Regions from separate parts of the Rattus norvegicus genome. Here all the other regions are linked to region 3. The links are chromatin contacts, called in public Hi-C maps. All regions are on one chromosome and are shown on one strand. The core of a region is the stretch at or near the end of the contact, and the rest is flanking DNA. Distances in the headings are between cores, read along the strand shown. Region 1 overlaps Palmd (palmdelphin). Region 2 overlaps Frrs1 (ferric-chelate reductase 1). Region 3 holds the start of Palmd (palmdelphin).

Region 1 (2,700 bases), core at 111-2,610, 40 kb before region 3:
CACTTCTTTGCTTCATCCATCTTATCTAGTTTGGTGGCTGTATATGTATGGGCCACATGTGGGGCAGGCTCTGAATGGGTGTTCCTTCAACCTCTGTTCTGAACTTTGCCTCCCTATCCCCTCCTAAGGGTATTCTTGACTTGAACAGTTCTTAATCCAAGTCTGCTTACTTTTATTTTATTTAGTTTTACACAGGGACTTCTCAGATATCAAGGTTAATTTTGATGAGATTGGATTAAATCAGTCTCCAGGACATTAATAGAGCAAACTGTCAGACTCGTTTGGGAGGGTTATTCTGGGGAGATTTAACTGAGATGGAGAGGCCCAGTATAGCAAGGTCTGAGGACCCAGACCGAATAAAGACGGAAAAATGAAAGAGCTCACAGGGTACCAATCTCTCTCTCTCTCTCTCTCTCTCTCTCTCTCTCTCTCTCTCTCTCTGCCCTCCCCCCTCCTTCTCCCTCCCTCTCTCTCTCTCTGTCTATCTCTGCCCCACTCCCCCATCTTCAGTGTTATCAGCTGTTGCCCGCTGCTCCTGCTTCTATCCCTCCTTGGCATTACAGACTATATCTCCTCAGACTACATCTCCTCAGACTACATCTCCTCAGACTACATCTCCTCAGACTACCTCTCCTCAAGCCGTGGACCCCACACATCCTTTGCTCACTTGTCACAGGGATGAGAAGGCTAAGTAGCACGTTAGTGAAGCATTCGATTTTGGCCTCCTTTTCTTTGCTGCAATGGCTAAGGTTGCTTCCACAGAAACCGGACTAATTTATTTCATAAAGAGCCTCTCTAGGCTGAGGGTGGCTGCACAGGCTTGATTACAGAGCTCTGGAGGCTGAGGCAGGAAGACCGAAGCTTTGAGACTAGCCTGAGGTACAAACAATGTGGTTTCAAAACCAGGGAGGGAGGGACGTGAGTTTGAGGCCAGTCTGGTCTACAGAGTGAATTCCAGGACAGCCAGGGCTACGCACAGAGAAACCCTGTCTCAAACAACCCCCATCCCTAAAAAAAGCCCAGACATAGTCTCACTGTGTAGCAGTTGACTGTCCTGCTGTATGAGACTCCCTGTGAAGACCATGCTGGCCTAGGGCTCGAGGATGTCTGCTGGCCTCAGCCTCCTGAGTGCTGAGATTAAAGGTGTGTGGCACCGCATCTGACCCTTGTACGTTCTAACATCAGAAACGACACCGTTTTAAGCTCCTTGAGCACTGTGTCCTTTTCTGAGTAGGGTGAAGAGATGGACAAGTGGACAAAATCCTAGTCTAACGGTCTCATTTTCTGTGGTGTGATAGTAGGTGCGTATAGCCTGATGACGCACAAAGGAACTGGCAGAGAGAGACACTTGTGGACTGTTACACATTCTCTGAACTCATATCAGCATTTGGATGAACTCCAGGAGCCTCTGCTCTGCATGATTCCACAGACCCTGACAGCTGCAGTCACCAAGGCTGGTTCTTCCAGTCATGAAACACGTGTAGTCTTTGCCAGCCACACTGAACTCGAAAGTCAGCGGCCTCGGAGGACTCCTGATCTGACATAACAGCTGGTCCAAGAGATACCAGCTGTGGATATTCATGTCGGCTGACATAATTGTCAGTTCGCTTGGCCTCCTTCTTGAAGATGGTCATGGGCCTGGCTGCTCCAGACTCTTAGGCCACTGTCTCACCTTTAAAAATCCAAGGATGTGATTGCCTTGGCCATTCTGTTCATTGCTTTAATTCCGGGTCTGATGTTGATGCTGCCTCTGGGCATTTGTAGGTCATTTGTAGCTGAGGGAGTTTTCTTGAACATCATACAACTTCAAGTGAATTATAGTAACCCTGGCTTCTTAGACGATGGCTGCCATTATAAACATTTCCTCCAGGTCCCATCTTCTCCTCAGCTGAATTGTAAAATGTGTGCTGGATTATGAAATGTGTGCAGCTCTACTCTGGTAGGGTGGGAAACCACTAAGAGCAGTAGATCTGGATGCTGTAGTCTTTGCTACACATTATAGTCAATTTCTTTAACCTCCGAAAACCTCAGTTTCGAAATGAGCACAGAGAGAATAATAATACCTGTCTTGTTTTGTTTGATGTTAGGTGAAGCTAGAAAAGACAGTGGTTTTGAAAGCCAGTTGAATGTGGCAGGTAGCAGGCCCAAGCCCATTCTTGAGAGGAAAAGCCCACTCAAGGCTTTCCATAACACATCCTATCTTTGTCTCCTTTCACTACCCACTTAAGGGTTTCCTCCCAATGTGTGTGTTAGCCACAGGGTGTAAAGGGGAACCTGGGTAGAAATGAAGGAGATTCAAAGGCTACGGAGCCTCTCGGGACCCCACTGTGGAATGAAGAGAAATGTAGGCTTGAATTCTGCTTCATCTGCCAACTTCCTGTGTGACCCTAGACTAATCACTGAGACTCATCTTTGTCTTCATTCATTCATGCGAGCACATTAAACTGTTCATTTAGCATACTTGCTGTATCAGGAACTATCCTACATGGTATTGATATGATAGTAAAATTGGAGAGGTTGACATTCTAGCAGGAAACAGTGCTTGATACACCGGCCAGCACAGTTGTTCTGTGAAAGGTCTGATGTAAAATGTTACAGGTTTATAGTCTACATATGGTCTATGTTATTCATTCATTTATTTCCCCATTATTTATGCTGTATTACACTTCTGGTGTGTGTGTGTGTGTGTGTGTGTGTGTG
Region 2 (2,700 bases), core at 84-2,583, 61 kb before region 3:
TGTTTTTAGATACTCTTTCGGATGATTTCGGATTTCTGCTTGGCTCCAGAACCCTATTTTCATCTCTCAGTAATTACCCCAGTTCATTGTTTTTATTTCTAACCAATAAAGTGAAAACTTTTGGTTTTTCTCTACATAGATCTTAGTTAAAAATAGCTTAGGCTTCGGTAGGAATTTCTTGTGCTCATGGTCAATGAATGCCACATTTCGGTTTAAATATCTCTTGAGAATGTCTTTATTTCAAGAGAAAGGGCTGGGGATGTAGCTCAGAGGCACCGTGCTTGAGTAGTGAGTGTGAAGCCATGCTTCTGTCCTAGCACCGGAGAAATGGCAGAGTAACAATGTGAATCTGTATGAAAAAATTTTCTTTCAGTTTTACATTATAAGCCACTAAAGGCCAAAACATATGTCTTAATAAGTCTTATTTAGTATCAGACAAGGAAAATCCCTTCAGGAAAAGGTGGAATTTGCTTAGGTTTGGTTTGCAGATGGGTGAACTTCTGGACTTCTGATGCCAAGGCCAATATTGTAATGTATTTTTCAAAAGAAATTTTTTTTATTATTTCTTTAATACGTAGGGGCACCCTCTCAGAGGCGAAAGGGAAGTAGGATGGGAGGAGGAACCCTGTGAGGAGAGGCCTGGGGAGGGGAGGGGAGGTAAATATATAAATAAGTTAAGAAAAAAGAACTTTACATAATGACAGGTGGGTGTGGTACCACAGGCCTCTAATTCCAGTGGGAGGCAGAGGCAGGCGGATCTCTGTAAGTTCAAGGCCAGCCTGGTCTATAAGAGAGTTCACCAGGACAGCCAGGGTACACAGAGAAGCCCTGTCTTGGAAAACACACACACACACACACACACACACACACACACACACACACACACACACATCTCTCATATCTCATATAATGTATTTTGATCATATTCACCTTAGCTCCTCCCACATCTCCACTAACTTCTCTACTCCCAAACTGTATGTCTTATTATTGTTTGTTTGCAATAATCTGTGCTGTCTATATCCTCCTGGGTTTCTGGCTGCCCACCAAAGATCGAGGTCAATTTTTCCCAAGCCACACCCCTAAAGAAAACTGACTCGCTCCCATGAGAAGCCATCAACTGTAGGTCCTCAGGTAGGGATGGACTTAGGGACTCCTTCCCACCTCATGTGGACTGGCTTGACCTTGCACAGGAGTTGTGCAGGCAACCACAGTGGTTGTGAGGTCATGAGTGAGGTATCCTGCCAGCTCCCGAAGACACTGTTTCCACCCTGCGCCTTCCTTCCCAGCCTCTGGCACTTGCAGTCTCTGGGACTGCTCTGACGTGGTCCCTGAGCGCTGGGAAAGGGCGTGATATAGATGCTCCACTTGTGACTCATCGCTCCGCAGATGCTTTGACCAGCTGTGAGTTTCTGCATAGCATATTCTTTTTCACGGAGTGGTGTTTGCTCGGGTTTACTCCTCCATCGAGCTGTGCAAACAAATCTGTGCCACTTAATCTTAGTGCGCCCATTTCCCTTAGGAACGGACGCGTTACAACCCTTCTGCTCCCTGTGCTTGGTCTTAGTTTTGCAATAAACAATCTGGGTAGATTTTTAAAAAAAAAAAAGTATACATATTTTTTTTAAAAAAAGAAAAACTAAATGATTTTTCTGTGTCTAGGCATATTGTCAAAAACAGCAAAACCATGTTTTCTTAAAGAAGGGCTATTCTGTAAAATAGAGATCAATGTTTTCCACAAAATAAAAAAGAAATAGTCTAGAAAATCATGGTTAAGTTAGCATAGACTGAGTCTGTGTTTGGCCTTGTCAGCTTCTGGTCTGAGGAGGTCAAGCTGGGGCACAGCGGCCTGTAACTGTAGTGAATATGTGACTCTCGTTCCTGTTAGCGCTTCTCAGTTTGAGGATTCCGGGCTGGAGGTGAGGTGATGCCTCATCCTCCCCACATCCTCCCCTCCCGCCCAGGAGGCTGTAGGAAGGCAAGCACAGCAGATACCAACTAGGAAGCCATGGGGGCCGTGTGGCTCTTGGCTCCAAGTCTGTTTATCTATGTATTCTATTGAAGCAAGGGGGAAACGGGGAACAAAGGCCCTTGTTCAAGATAATCCATTATTAATGGGACTGGAGAAACAATTCTTTTATGTTCATTATGAACTGGATCAGCCTTCTCATAGCTCCCACGTCCGTCCTTCCTTCCCTGTGTAACCCCTGACATACTCATTCGTCGGCCCACAGTGTCGGTGCTCACCCAGCCGCACTGCCTTTCTGTTTCCGTCCTAGCCAGAGCCTGCAGGTTCACGTTTTCCATTCTTTCATCTTCCTGGCACCTCCTTGTCCTGTTCCCGACACTGATCCCTCTTTGTCAGTGGGTGCTGAGGTGGGAGGGAGGCCTGAGGAGCCACAGTTACTCCCGAATTCCATGTTTGTGGCAATGGGGTTTGTCTCCCGGGAGTCGTCTTTGTCGTCTTCAACAACCTATCTCATTAAACTTCTGAGTGAAATGACACCAGCCAAAGGTGCTTGCTTTGTACATGTTGCTGGTAAGGCCTTTGCCACTCGATTACAATGTTAAACTTTTAACAGTTTTGCATCTGAAATGTGGTTTTTTTTTATTATTATAAGAATATATGATGAAATAGCTCAGACACACCTGACGGTTCTTATCTGATTCTCCTGTTGTGCGAACCAGCAGGATCAAATGTGT
Region 3 (2,700 bases), core at 50-2,549:
TTTTGGACAGTTAATTTCAGTATCAGAAAATGTGACACACAGGGAGGGGTGTGGATTTGCCAAGTTGCTTTTCCTCAAAAACGCTATCAAAAGTTACGTTAACGATGATACTTGAATGGGTCAGGGACTTTCAGGTTATTGTCACATACAGCAGTTTGGAAGTCAACGAGAAAGAGTGGCACCACTTAAGAAAAGCAATTAATTTCTTGCTTTGATTCTTTCCCAGAACAAACATCAAATGTACTACTTTTCTTCCTGGAATTAGGGAAATATTTTCCAAATCCATCTCATGCATGGCATTCCTGTATTGAGATCTTATTCGAGCTATGTCTGCACTTCTGTACTGGAAAACCGGACGATCTCTGAGAATTACTCTGATGCGTGCCTTTGATACTTTTCTCCTGTTTAACACTTCGCTTGAAAACACACACACACACACACACACACACACACACACACACACACACACACACACACCCCAAGCTGTGCTTTAATTCAGTTAGGCTTTTCTGGAATATACTTTGACACAATGAATAAGAAAAAAAAAACTTTCAGATTTTCTTCCTTTTGGTCTACTCCTTTTTTTTTTTAAAAGAAAAGAACTTTTGGTGGTTACATTCATTGCTTTGAATTCCATTTGGGTATCTATAAAAACATTTGTCAGAAGGAATCTGAAATAAAAAACTAAACTTTAAATATCCATAGGAGAGGAGAGTTTACAAACTACTTAAAAAACAAACAAACAAACAAAACCTAAACAACTCTTGATTGTCGTTTAAAATGCAAACATCATCTGTAAAATCCAGAAACATTTCCCTTGATCTCAGGTTCTGAAGCCCCAGTGTCATGGAGGGTCACAAGGGTTAAGAGAAACAGACCCGAGTCCACAGAAGGCTCAGTTCTGTTTCTGCAGTTGTGAGGACTGGGAGACAAGGACAGTTAGCAACGGTGTGGTTCATCTAAGCAACCACCTTAATGACTTAAAACTCTATGCAGACTTACTGTGATGGCCTGGAGTCTTCCCTTTACCAGCTCGGCTTCTTCCATTCTAGAAGTCAAGGACAGGCAGACGCTGAAGGAAGTCCCAAGCTACCATAAATCAAGGTGCGTCCTTGAGGAGAGGAGCTGGAGATGACAGAAGCGACACGGAGAGAAATTCGCTCTTTGCACCAGGGAGAAAGGAAGAGAATTCCGAATTGTCAGGAGCGGCTCTGAGCCGATGCACCGATGAGGCCAGACAGACACATGTAATGAGGGTGTGCTGGGGAGGCAGACGCTGAGGCTGCTGGCACGAGTTGACTGACAAGTTTGAACGGCAGCCGCACAAGCCCTTTTCCTTCAGGGGCTGCCAGCTCTTTGTTGTACTGTGCACGGTTAGCGAGACACATTTTCTTATTAACTGTTCCTTACCCAAGTCATTATTTTCCAGGAGTGGCACAGGGAGCTGCCGTGTGGTGTGTGCTGAGTGTTGGAGCAGCCCGGGTTTTCCTGTGAGCCTGTGTGTTTAAAGTTACCTCGCTTAGTTTACCTCACTCTAGCACCAGAGATGAGAGACGATGACACACACACACACACACACACACACACATACACACACACACACACACACAGAGAGAGAGAGAGAGAGAGAGAGAGAGAGAGAGAGAGAGAGAGAGAGAGAAAGAAAGAGGAGAGAGACTGGGGCAGAAGTGCTAAGTCACTTGTTTGTCACTCTCCCTCAGCTTGGTGATGGCTCTTTTAGTTATCTAAGAACTCTTAGAGTAGAATATTTGCATGAGCTCAGCTCCCCTCACAAAGACACACCACAGACCTTTGTCACAGACCTTGGAATCTTAGGTGTTGCAAAAAAAAAAAAAAAAAAAACAAACCAAGGTGTTAAGGTGCTAATGTTCAAAAGCTGGCTCCCCGGAAGTGCTTGGTGCCATCCTTGGATGTCTGGGGACTGCAGCACCTTTTTTGGACCCCATTCAAAAAACGACAGTCTTCAGTTCAGGAAGGTGCCCATTTTGACCTCAGCAGTTACGCAAGAGCAATGAGCGAGCCTGTTAACCGGTGCTTAGATTCTGTAACCGTGGGTGGACAGCCCCTACCCGTTGGAGGGAGGCAGTGAAGCCTGGTGAAACTCAGGTCAAAGCAGAGCCAGGAGCTTTGCAGCTGACTTTGTTTTCTTTTTCCTACCTGTTCTTTAAGTGCATTTTGATGTGGTGAATCCCAATTATCATCCACCACATTATTATGTGTTTGGATGCGATCAGCCCTTTAATATCACCATTCAGGCAGGGAGGTTAAATAGACAGGCCCAGCACTGACTACACGGCATACATTTCTTTGTGCTTTTGATATTTGTAATAGTAGTAGCTAATATTTGTCCATAGACAAATGCACCTCATCTTATTTATCTTAGAGGTGTTGAGTGATAGGTGCTATTATTCCTATTTTAAAATGAGGCAACAGGCTCAGGGAGGTCATTTGTCTGCATGGCTAATAAGTAGCAAAGCCAGGATGGGAATGTCAGCTGTCTGACTTCGTAACAGTCATTCATCAAGCAATGCCCAAGGACACAGGGCAAAGAGAGACACAGGCTGAAGGTTAAATCAATCTTCATGAGGGAGTTGAACCCCAGCTACTTCCTCAATCAAGCTCCTGGGATGCTTACAGATGGACGGGAAAACTTTAGGCAGAACCCTGTGTTATTCTATT

What was found. Hi-C and Micro-C count contacts between places; a contact is called where the count stands out from the background.
Region 1: a Hi-C map of liver shows a contact between it and region 3, with 2.4 times the contacts expected there. The contact joins the enhancer-like site here to the promoter of Palmd in region 3. A contact is called at or near these places in 4 of 12 Hi-C or Micro-C datasets (kidney, liver and psoas muscle).
Region 2: a Hi-C map of Schwann cells shows a contact between it and region 3, with 4 times the contacts expected there. The contact joins the enhancer-like site here to the promoter of Palmd in region 3. A contact is called at or near these places in 3 of 12 Hi-C or Micro-C datasets (Schwann cells, kidney and psoas muscle).

What each region holds. Positions count from the first base shown.
Region 1 is chr2:207,584,956-207,587,655 of GRCr8, forward strand. All of the region lies in intron 3 of Palmd (palmdelphin), which reads right to left. Among named protein-coding and RNA genes, the nearest start is that of Palmd, 40 kb to the right of the region's middle. Within about 2 kb of position 1,361, at least 7 of the 93 cell types and tissues checked have an H3K27ac peak or open chromatin away from gene starts, as enhancers often do. A contact at or near this core is called in liver, where this site is marked.
Region 2 is chr2:207,563,483-207,566,182 of GRCr8, forward strand. Frrs1 (ferric-chelate reductase 1) reads left to right here. Exons shown (of 18, transcript NM_001398971.1): 18 at 1-2,700. Among named protein-coding and RNA genes, the nearest start is that of Frrs1, 57 kb to the left of the region's middle. Within about 2 kb of position 1,334, at least 40 of the 93 cell types and tissues checked have an H3K27ac peak or open chromatin away from gene starts, as enhancers often do. A contact at or near this core is called in Schwann cells, where this site is marked.
Region 3 is chr2:207,624,940-207,627,639 of GRCr8, forward strand. It overlaps Palmd (palmdelphin), which reads right to left and starts at 1,300. Exons shown (of 8, transcript NM_001025688.1): 1 at 1,003-1,300. The coding sequence starts at 1,047.